Regions from separate parts of the Athene noctua genome. Here region 2 is linked to region 1. The links are chromatin contacts, called in public Hi-C maps. All regions are on one chromosome and are shown on one strand. The core of a region is the stretch at or near the end of the contact, and the rest is flanking DNA. Distances in the headings are between cores, read along the strand shown.

What was found. Hi-C and Micro-C count contacts between places; a contact is called where the count stands out from the background.
Region 2: a Hi-C map of heart shows a contact between it and region 1, with 3 times the contacts expected there. The contact joins the promoter of STX16 here to the promoter of ANKRD60 in region 1. A contact is called at or near these places in 2 of 2 Hi-C or Micro-C datasets (heart and liver).

The regions. Positions count from the first base shown.
Region 1 is chr16:11,601,489-11,606,762 of bAthNoc1.hap1.1, reverse strand. ANKRD60 (ankyrin repeat domain 60) reads left to right here and starts at 1,557. Exons shown (of 5, transcript XM_074920607.1): 1 at 1,557-1,737; 2 at 2,551-2,688; 3 at 4,685-4,757; 4 at 4,759-4,847. The coding sequence starts at 1,557. LOC141967095 (serine/threonine-protein phosphatase 4 regulatory subunit 1-like) reads left to right here. Exons shown (of 19, transcript XM_074920472.1): 19 at 1-393.
Region 2 is chr16:11,800,699-11,805,862 of bAthNoc1.hap1.1, reverse strand. It overlaps STX16 (syntaxin 16), which reads right to left and starts at 3,741. Exons shown (of 9, transcript XM_074920398.1): 1 at 3,463-3,741; 2 at 973-984. The coding sequence starts at 3,543.

The DNA of each region.
Region 1 (5,274 bases), core at 308-2,807:
ATATATGTATTTTAAAAGCCAGATGGAGCAAAGTTAGGTAGTTGATCCATAACAGCAGCAAGAACATCACTTTTAAACATTTTGAGCTAAGGAACATGAAAATAACGTTAGTGGGTGCAATATTGCTTGGATGCTATAGGAAATGATCAAGCACTTGTAATCCAAAGCATGTTAGTCATGTGGCTTAGAGCTGAGGCTGGTTGGAATCTCAGCACCAGACAGGCTTGGCACGGGGCAGGGTGCTGCCCGGTGGCAGCTGTGTCTGTGCACAGTGGTGTTTGGAGCTTGAGTAAGTGGGGACACTCTGGAAGTGTCATTTGTCAGAATAGAGAATCTATGTAACTTTCTATTTGTATTTATCTCAATAAATCCTGTGACTGTTTTATAAACCAACTTGTGGTAATGTGAGTTTTGTCCTAGGTGGGATGTGAGTGTGTTTCTTTGGTTAAAGAAACGTCTCCCTGGTGGAAATGCTGTCATCTGTCCAACTGAGGTTGTGAGTGGAATTCGTCATACTGCGTAGTAAAAGATCTGTTAAATGTCCAGAGATTTGAAGTAACCCATCTTTCACTTTTTCTTGAAGTGAGCATGCTGAAAGTGCTTTGGAACTAAAATCACTGTCCGAACTGAAAATCTTACAGATACATTTTAAATGAAGAGAACTTGTGTGTGCGGGGTGAGACTGACATTCAGATCTTGATCTTGAATTCTTCCCTCTCCAAACTTGAGCCTGGAGGGACGTTCTGGACTGTGTGGTGTTGCTCTCAGACATCCTACATTAACAGACTTTGTGTACTTGTTAGGCCCTGGGGGAAGGGAAATCCATAATCAACACCTGGCTGGTGGATTTTGCTTCTAATTCAAGAGTCTTCTCTACCTTGTACCACTGCAGTCACCCTTCGGGCTGTTTCAGACACTTGCTGGCTGTTCCATCCTGTGCTCTGCAACCTCTGTCAGCTGCTGCAAAAGAATATCTGACCTCCACACTCTCTTCTCTGCAGGATTTTAGCTGCTGCAAAAGTGAGGAGAGTCCCTGCAGCCCCTGGTAAAGCCTGCCCACATGCTTTGGGTTAGGGCACAAGACCCTTATGTAGTAAACTGAAAACAAACAGCTGTATGATCTTTTTATTGTGCATTAGACTAAACATGTAGATTGAGATCTAGATGGAACCAAGAACATAAAACACAGGCAACTTTGGGTATTTACCTGAGTTACTAATTTGTTTCTCTGAGTAAGATTGTCATCCTAGTGAAAATCCAGTGATGGGCAGGAATAAAAGCCTTTAACCCCTCTGGTGCACTCTAAGTTCCTATAGGTTGTTCTATCACATGTGCAGCCCAGTTCTGTGGTGGTATTTTATGCTGCTCGGATGCTGTGATGTGCTTATGCACACATCTGCATGTGGGGATCTATGCTTGGAGGGCTTTGGCGATATGAGGGGAATCAATGGGGGAGGGAGGAATTACTACCAGATGTAGACCCCTGCCTTTATCAAGATCACAAGCTTTTTTGAAGAGGCAAGTCTCACGATCTTTTCCTGGTCAGGAACCACTTCATGACCATGCTGTCCTCGCCCCCATGGACCTTCACTGTCCAGCTCCACCTACCTGAAACTAAGGAGATCTTTTCACTGCCTCAATGCCAGAATTACTTGACTGTGTAGAAGCTGAAGTCCCATTTAGAATTGTTGACTGGGATCCCCCTTCATTTCCAGTGGCTTCAGTACCTGGATGAAGGTGAGAACCTGTAACCTCTGTGACTCTTGGAGTATATCTGCTAGTTATAGCTACATTTAGGTCCTGGATGAAGGTCAGGGTTCTGGTTTCCTCTTTTTTTGCTGTACAGCACTTGGAATTCAGCTCTTGACTTAATGCTTAACTTTGCTTACTACTCCTTACAGGTAATGGCCTGCTCAACAGGGTCTCTTTAGGTTTAGCAAATGCTGACCTCTTAAATTCCTGCTTAGCCTTGTCAACAGCCCGTACCTGTGCCTGGCTGGTTCACCTCAGCCTGTAACAGCTCTAGCAAGGCTCTGGCTGACCTCTCCACAGTTATTGTGTGGAGCAGTGTTTTTTCCCACTGCATCAGTGGAGTGGGTGGTGGTGAGGTACTTGACTTTGCAGGCAACAATCAGAGAGCGCCTTTGACACTTCTTTAAACCTATTTAAAACGAAATAACTTATTATTTGCTTTCGCAGATCAAACAAACTTGGTGCTTTCTTTTTAGAATAAAGACACCATGTATGTATGGATACAGTTAAATGTTTCTCCTATGGCCTTAGCATTTCATGTGTTAACTGCAGCTCTGTGGGTTACAACCATATTGCCCCAAGTGCACTATGTTGTGGCTTTCTCTGGGCTGGGGGTGTGCCTGTGTGTTCACAGCTTTAGCGGAACGGGACCCGAGGTGACCTTGGTGCATTATGAGAGTAAAATCAGAGCACAACAGCACGGCTAAGAGAATTCAGTCACCACTAACTTGTCTTTAAGCTGGTGGTTGTGCTCTATGAGGAGAAGTTGACTTGCTTTTCTTTCCTAACTCCCTACAGTAGCTCTACCGGACAAGTCTGTGGTTAAGGGCAATGACAGTGTCCCCGGCAGAAGGATTACAATGTGCATCTGGTGACAAGATGGCTGGAGGCACCTTGGGGCAGCTGCTGCAAAAGGAGAGACTGTGACTACGGGGGGTACTGGATGTGGAAAAGCTAAAAGCCTATTGCTGAAGGTCTGAGTACTCTTACAAAGCAAGACGTGATAGAGCAAACTGTGGAGAAGCTAATGGAAGAGACTTACCATAGAAATTAAGTAGGTTAGTTGTAGTGGCAACAGTTCACAATGAAAGGGTAATTTTGAGAGGGCTGGTAATCCAAAACCAGGGAGTCGGTCTTTTTTGCTGTTACTAGTAAGCAGCACATCCCCTTGCAGTGCAAGTACTTTTCGTTGACTTGTAACTTCTTGTAGCAGTGAGGTGAGAATACTTTCAGATTATTTTCCTTGTTCTTACTTATCCTGATGGCCAAAAAACGTTTGCATTTCTTATTCAACTGTCTGTCACTTTACTCTTCTGATGTGTTCTCAACAAAAGATACTTAATCCCCGTGTTTTACATATCAGTAGGAGAAATAATACACAGTATGTAAACAAGGCCTCTTTCTGGATTATTTTAAAACATCATTAGAAGATTGGGATTACCTGTTCTTGGGTATTCTGGTGAGGCTGAGTGATTTGTCTGTTATGTGGATCAGAGGCAGAAGCTGTTTCACAGTCCATCCTCCTCTGGCCATACTGACTCCAGAGTAAGAATGGGACTCGATACACAACTACCAAAATCCAGAATCGGAAGGCATTCCCTGTCTCATCCACTTTATCTGGTGCTAGCTTACAGACTCTCTTGAGTTTGCAATCCTGTCAAGTCTGATTAGTAAGAAATCTTTGGGTCTTTTATAGAACAAACAGTTTCAGTGGTGCTTTGGTAGAGGGCATGCTGCTTTCTGGTTTTAGGACTGAACTGTCTCAGCAGAAGTACAAGGTACTCTACCTGATTTGTCCTGTAAACCTCCAGGCCTGAACAGATGTCTTCAGGCAATATTCTTTGGCACCTTTCATAAAGAACCATCATCTCCCTTGCCCTGACCAAATTACAAGTGGGCTAATCACATTCTATTACTCTTGTTTCCCCAACCACTACAATGGATATCGCGGGGTTCTTCACCTCCTTTCGCTAACTCTTGGGTAGTGCTGTGGTCCATTGGCAAGCAGCTGTTCTGTTTCATGCCACAAATGGCTTGTGTTTTGCTGTTGGGCAAATGGTTTGGTTTGTTTTTCCCCCATGTTTTGAGTTTCCTGTACATTAAAGATTCTTCCTACTCCGTGTAGAGCAGGAAACAGAAGGATGTGCCACAGAGACAAATGGTCTCATTTGAAACGAAAGGTGTATTGGCATAAGATCTCCTCAAAAAGGTGGTTGACGCTGATTTTTCAAATCAAATAAACCCTTCTTTTAAGGAAATAACCATCCAGCTGTTCTAATAATGTCCTTCCACTTACCAGATGAGAAAACCACTGGGCACTGTGGAAGATGTAGCCCGACATGGAAAAGGTTTCTCAGGAAGAACAGCAGCATGAGGCACCTGAATATTGTTCCTAAGAGGCCTCTTGGCAACACTTTAGTGATGTGTTTGGGTTTATTACCAAATAAAGCTCCTTCTGGGAAAGAATGTGCTACGTGACTGTGTCCTGAGGCAGCACAGGTTTACAAGTTACCTGTTGGAATTAAGGCCCAAAGTCTCGTCTGCCTCTTAAGGAGCCTGGGCTTCTGTGGCCAATGCTGTCTGTGTCCTCTCCCCGAAAGCTCAGGTCAGTTTCCAGCAGATTTGAGAAGGACAGGGATTGCAAAGAGAAACAATTTCTAGAAGATTCTGTGGTGCTTAGTAACTACATACAAAAGGAAAACCCGAATTAATGTTCCCTCAGAGGGATGGCTATGAATAAATATCATTAGGTAGTAGAGAGCTGAGACGGAGCAGAAGAATAAGAAACAAGCAGGTGTTATTTAGCTGATCTGGGAGTGATTTATTCAGTGTGGAAGCATCCCCTAAGTACAGGTATGAGACCTTATTGATGCCTAAAAAGAATCAGACTACTCTTTTGAAAGAGACTAAAGGGTTTGTGTTTATTCTGCAGCCAGCCCATCTGGGAGTACAGAGGACTCTGCGGACACCACGCCATATGCAGAGTTACTGGGACCAGAGCAGAGAAGAACGGGTAGCGCACCAAGCTTTTGTGGCACTGCTTGTTGCCAGCCACAGAGGTCGTGTTGGAACTGTCAAATTTCTCCTGAGACATGGTAATATTAGAACACTTCTTCTCTGGCTGTAACTGCACAGCATACCACCTTCCTGCTTACCCAGGCCACAGAACTGTACTCAAATGGCCTTAAGTATTTTGTTAGGAGGTGGAGAATGTATTCAGCACATGGGTTCTGATATACCCATGAGACAAACACTTGCTAAGTGTAATGACCTTTGGTGTTAGAGAAATTCATACTGGAAAACAGGATTCCAATTTTTTTTTACTTTCCTCTTCAAGTCTCATTTTATTTATTGCCATTTTCTTATTATCTAGAAATGCTTAGTTCTTATCAGTCCTGTGCTGTGCTTTATCAGCCACTGAAACACAAGCAGGGTTGTAAGCACTAGTTCTATGGCTCTGACACTTGGGCTCTTTTGTTGCTTTTCAACTAAATCAGCCTTCTTTCCCCAGAAATCTGCATC
Region 2 (5,164 bases), core at 2,492-4,991, 200 kb before region 1:
TTCAGTGCTAGAGTGCAGGTATTTCTACCATGGTGCAGTGTTGGGTGAGGTTGTCCAGAGTAAGTGTAACATCTCCATTCTTGGAGGTTTTCAAGACTTGGTTTGAACAAACTAATGGATGACCCTATACAGATAGTATAGACAGACCCTGTATAGATTATAGTCCCGTTCTGAGCAGGAGTTTGAACTAGAAGATTTCCAGGGGTTCATTCCAACAAGCATGCCAATGATTCTCCAATTTAAGGCTGAGTATGACACACACCTAACAGTGTGCAGAGCCACAGAGCAACATTTAGCACTGGGGCCAAAGATCCTTCCAGTCATCTTTCTCCTCTGAGAGGAAGGCAGGGGAATGGATGGAGTTGGAAGACAAATACAGATCTTGTTGTCAGTTGAACTAGACTTTGTAATTTCAGCTATAATCTTCCTTTATTGGAGATAGAAAGAGTTGGTATCATCAACGATACAACTTGAAACATACCCAATTACTTCACTGTTTGTTCTCAGGGAAAGATTTAATACAGAAACCTTACTTCCTAGTTTCTCCCAGATTTCTAACTTTCCTTTATCAGGCCTGGAAAACTTTGTGGTTCCTCACCTCCTTCCCTTTTAAAAAACAATCCCTCTTCCTTCCCGGGCAATTCTTTCCTGAAAGCCTGTTTTTTATCCCCAACCAATAAAGTGTACAAGTTATGCATAGCATAAAAAATAGTTAATAGCTTCACTGTACAAAGTCACTAAATCCCATATGTATACAGAAAGTCAGACTAGTTTATACATGTACCTATTAATAATGTAACATTATATCAAAATGCTTGTCTTCTCTATGCAGCCTTGTCATCCTACTGTAGGCAGAGACACCTCATTCTATATAATGAAATTTAATAAACTAGCAGAATAAAGAAAGGAATGTTTCAGCTTGTCAATGTATGCTTGATGCACCATGGCAGAATAAAATCTGAAAAACAATACCTCATCCAGCTCCTGAAGTGATTTGTGGGTCCCATCAGCCCCATCCAGTTAAGAGACAGCAAAAGATAAAAGGGGGAAAAAAAAAAGAGACATAGGACAGATATAGGGTACGGTCAGTTGAGAAATTACTGATTTATTTTTTAAGCATGATGGTTTACCAAGAACAAAAACTGACTTGTAAAACACAACTATTCAATAAATAAATCACGATATTGTACTTTTTAAGTCAGCATTTTGGTTGATGCACAAACTTTAAAAAAAATATTTCAGTTGCTTGGTAAACAGAAAGAACATGAGATCAAGTTAAGAGCTTTGTTTGTTTTTCAAAGTAACTGCACAGTGAAGTAGAATTTCTAGTTACTAAAATTTCAGGCAGAAAAACTGCAATAGAGTATGCTCCAGTGCGACAGCAAGGGCAATTTGACTGCAGTATTCAACATCCACTGGCGAGTTAAGAGGTTTGATTATGACTGGAGGATGCACATACAAGCTTTTGTAAGACATTTATTGACAAGCACTCCAGTTACCACAGGATAAAATGGACAGCAAAAGACAAAAAGCAAAAGCGAAAACACGTCAATTATGCTCTAGTTTCAGGTAACATTAATCCTACGTGTATCTGAAAAATACAAAAGGCTAGTATCGGCACCTCCTCTATTCATCAGCCTTTGTACTGTGGAGGGTATGTGTGAGCAATAGGATATTTCACTGAGAGATTAATAAAGCAAACAGATCTAAACCAAAATACTTGTGGTTTAATAAAGCAGCAGGCTTCAACTAATGATCTCTTTTATCCTACACCAAGCTTTTGAAATAGAACTATACTGTTAAGAATGCTACTTTGATTATCTGAATTTAAGGAGTGGTTGACTGCCCACATGAGAATGCAATTTTTGAGAGAGCTCTCAGAGTAAAGGATTTCTTCAGGAGAAGCCTGGAGAGTGAACTGAGGTAAGGCGAAGTACTATGACCTAGAATTTGCAACACTGTCCTGCCGGCATGCAGCAACTCTGCTCTGGGGATACCACCCAAAAGAAAAGGTAATTAGCTGTAGGCACCGTAGAAACATAAAAGGCGAAGAGCTAGCACTACCGTCTTTACACTTCTTGCTTAATTAGTACTCTTGTAGTAACTATGTAACTCTCAGCTGTCCACCAGGATCAGGACTGAGATGCTAACTTCATCCACTGCACAAGACAATTTCCAGTCACTCTTAACCTCAATTGCAACTGAATGAGCATCCTAGAAAACAGCTTTAGTTAACACTGTAAATAAACATTTCATGCAAGTGCTAAGTGTTATTGCACTCACTGTTGAGTAAAAGTGCAGTTTCACTGCTCAGTAGTCTGTATGCAAGCTTAAACTATCACTAGCTGTTCTCTATGATACTTTAAAAAATCCAAGGATCTGAAGAAGTGATATTGATATTGGCAAAAACCATGTTAACAAGAACTAAATACAGTGCCAAATTAAACATGTATACTACACGTTACTATTGACATTTTCTTGTTCTGCAAATGCAATTTAATACATAGCTTGTTAGACACGGGTGTAATAAAATTAACAATGAACAAAGACCATTCAATAGCAATTCATTGGTTAAAATAAAATTTGCAGCACGAAGTGCTCCTTTTCCCAACTAAAAGGCATTGATAAAAAGCAATCTAGAACGATGAGACTGCCACCAGATATTTACTGGTGCCTACTACACATAAATGGTAAGTTTGAACAGAAAGTGTAAAAACCTCCATAGAGCTGAGCTGCCAAGCAGTCCACCACAGTCTGACTAGCTCAACAGAAAAAGCCACATAAACTGACACTTTTGAAGTTTCTGTGATGAGGATTTACACTAGATTCTACTGACTCCCCTCTTTCACAGAAGACTTACATTATTATTTGCATTTGGGGGAAAAAATACAAGGGCAATGGACACCAGAACAAATTATGGAAAAATTCAAGCAATGGGAATAATCTACACTAATGTATTTAACAGTGCCCACACTGAAGTGAATAGAAGAGTTCTGCTCTATGGAATAACTCGTATTTTTTCTTTGGGGAAAGGAGGCCAAAAAGCACAGTGGACAAAAAAACCTCATGTCAGTGCTAACATGAAGTTTTGGAACAATAACTGTATTTTTTATTCATGAAGTGAATAGAGATGTGATCAGCACAAGGACAGATCTCTTCTATTCGTTTTACGTGAAGTAGTAGGAAAGAAGGATCAACAAGGTGGGGAGGGAGGGACAGAGGGGGAAAGTACAGAGGCCGGTGGGACGTGGAGGAGAGGGCTCGCAGACAGGGAGCCGGGGAGGGCCGGGGCGGTGGAGGGGGGTCGGGAAGGCTGGAGGGCCAGACGGGAGGAGCGGGGCACAGGGCAGGGCTGCCTGGCAGCCCCAGGCGCGGCAAGGTACAGTAGGATGAAGGGAGGAGACTCACCGCAGCAGCCATGCTACGTGAACTCAGAGGGCTGGAGGAGCCGTAACTACTCACTTGCTCGGCCAGCAGCTGCCGGCTCTGCACCGCGTTGTTCCGCAACAACAAGAACGCGTCCGTTAGACGCCGGGTGGCCATGGCCTACCGCCCCGGGGCCCCTCGCCCCGGGGCCGCTCAGCGCCGCGCTGCCGGGCCCTCGGCCCTAGCTCAGCCCGGGGCCCACGGGCAGAGACGGCGGCCGCCCCCGGCGACGCCCGCTGGCCGCTCACAGGGCCCGGGCGGAGGCCCCCAGCGCCGGGCCCCCCCGGCCGCCGGCCCCATCCATCCCCCCCCGGATCCGACTGCAGCCGCAGCAACGGCCCCGCTCACTTCCGCGTTGTGCATCGCTCAGCGCCTTCCGGCCCGCGCGCCGCCCCGCTCCGCTCCGCCCGGGCCCGCCGGCCGCCGCACCAACGTTCCGGCCCTGCTGGGGCCGGCGGCAGCGAGACGCCGCGTCCAGCCCCAAGGGCAGCGACACCGGCTGAGGGCTGGCAGGCCCCAGACTCCTGCCGCTTCTGGCCGTAGCGGCGGGGTACGGGGACGTTCGGGCCTCACGGTGGTTGCCATGACGAGAGCCAGGTGCGGGCCTAGGAGACACGGCAGCCTCCATGCCCGCACACCCGGCCCTGGGCTCCCTTGTGGGCAGCTGGGCCGGGGCCCTGCCTTCGGAAACTTGGCAAAGTGGCTTCGTACAAAGAAGCCCTACTATTTCCATAGCTTTGTCAGTTAACGTGCTCCTCTCACTGCTGTGAAGCATCCTCAAATCATCCTCAAAAGGCGCAAGTCTGGTTCAAAGTAAAATACTGTAGTAGGACCATTTTGGTTTGATAGCTTCTTTCTTCCCATTTATTTTCTTCATCTGAATCGCCCCAAGTTCTCCCCAATTTCCTCTCAGTGAGTTTTCTGTTTTCCCAAAAACCTTGCACAGCTCTTTTTGCTGGCTCTGACTATTCAAAAATCAGGATGCTCCCTGAAAATGAACAAGCCTTTTAAAATTACAGTATTGAGTTTGAACTTTCTGAAAGAGGCTTTTTAATAAGCCGGACTGAAATTATTTTCCCCCTGCAGCTTTGTCAGGCCGGCCTGGCTCTCCCCTGCATGGGGCTGATGGGACATGAGGTGGGGTTTGGGCTCCCTCCTGCGCACCCCTGGCCAGGTCTGCACCTTGTGCCCGCGCCCCCAGGGGGGTCCGACATGTCCCTTGTGGAAACAGAAGTGACGGCTGCCCGGCACGGCCAGGACAGCTGCTGCACACTGATTGTCAGGAGACTCCCCAGCTTAAACTCTTAACCCCCCTCCCAGCAAAACAACTAGTATTTACACATATGGTAGGAACAGTGACTATGATCACAACCGCATTTTCTAGAAATGTTACCTCGTTTTATCTAACCGCCTGGGCAAACTTGTACAGTGAGAAATAGAAAAAAGGATTCCTTTGCTATTATAAGACATATAGGGAGTTTTCTTGAGCAGCCCTTCTGCCACAGCGGGAGAGACCTGAAACTTGGAATTTAGCAAGGAAATAAGCTCCAGTCATACAAGGACTAACGCACGCATTTCATATTTCGTGGTCTGGTGAAATCTGTTTTCATTTTGGCTGCCTGACAGAGGCTTTAAAAATATATGTACGTACTTCATTTCTTCATGCTAATTTTTAATCTACTGTAACAATTTTTTATTCTATGAGAACAGTTTCAGCTAATGACCTTCTAGCGTTCTC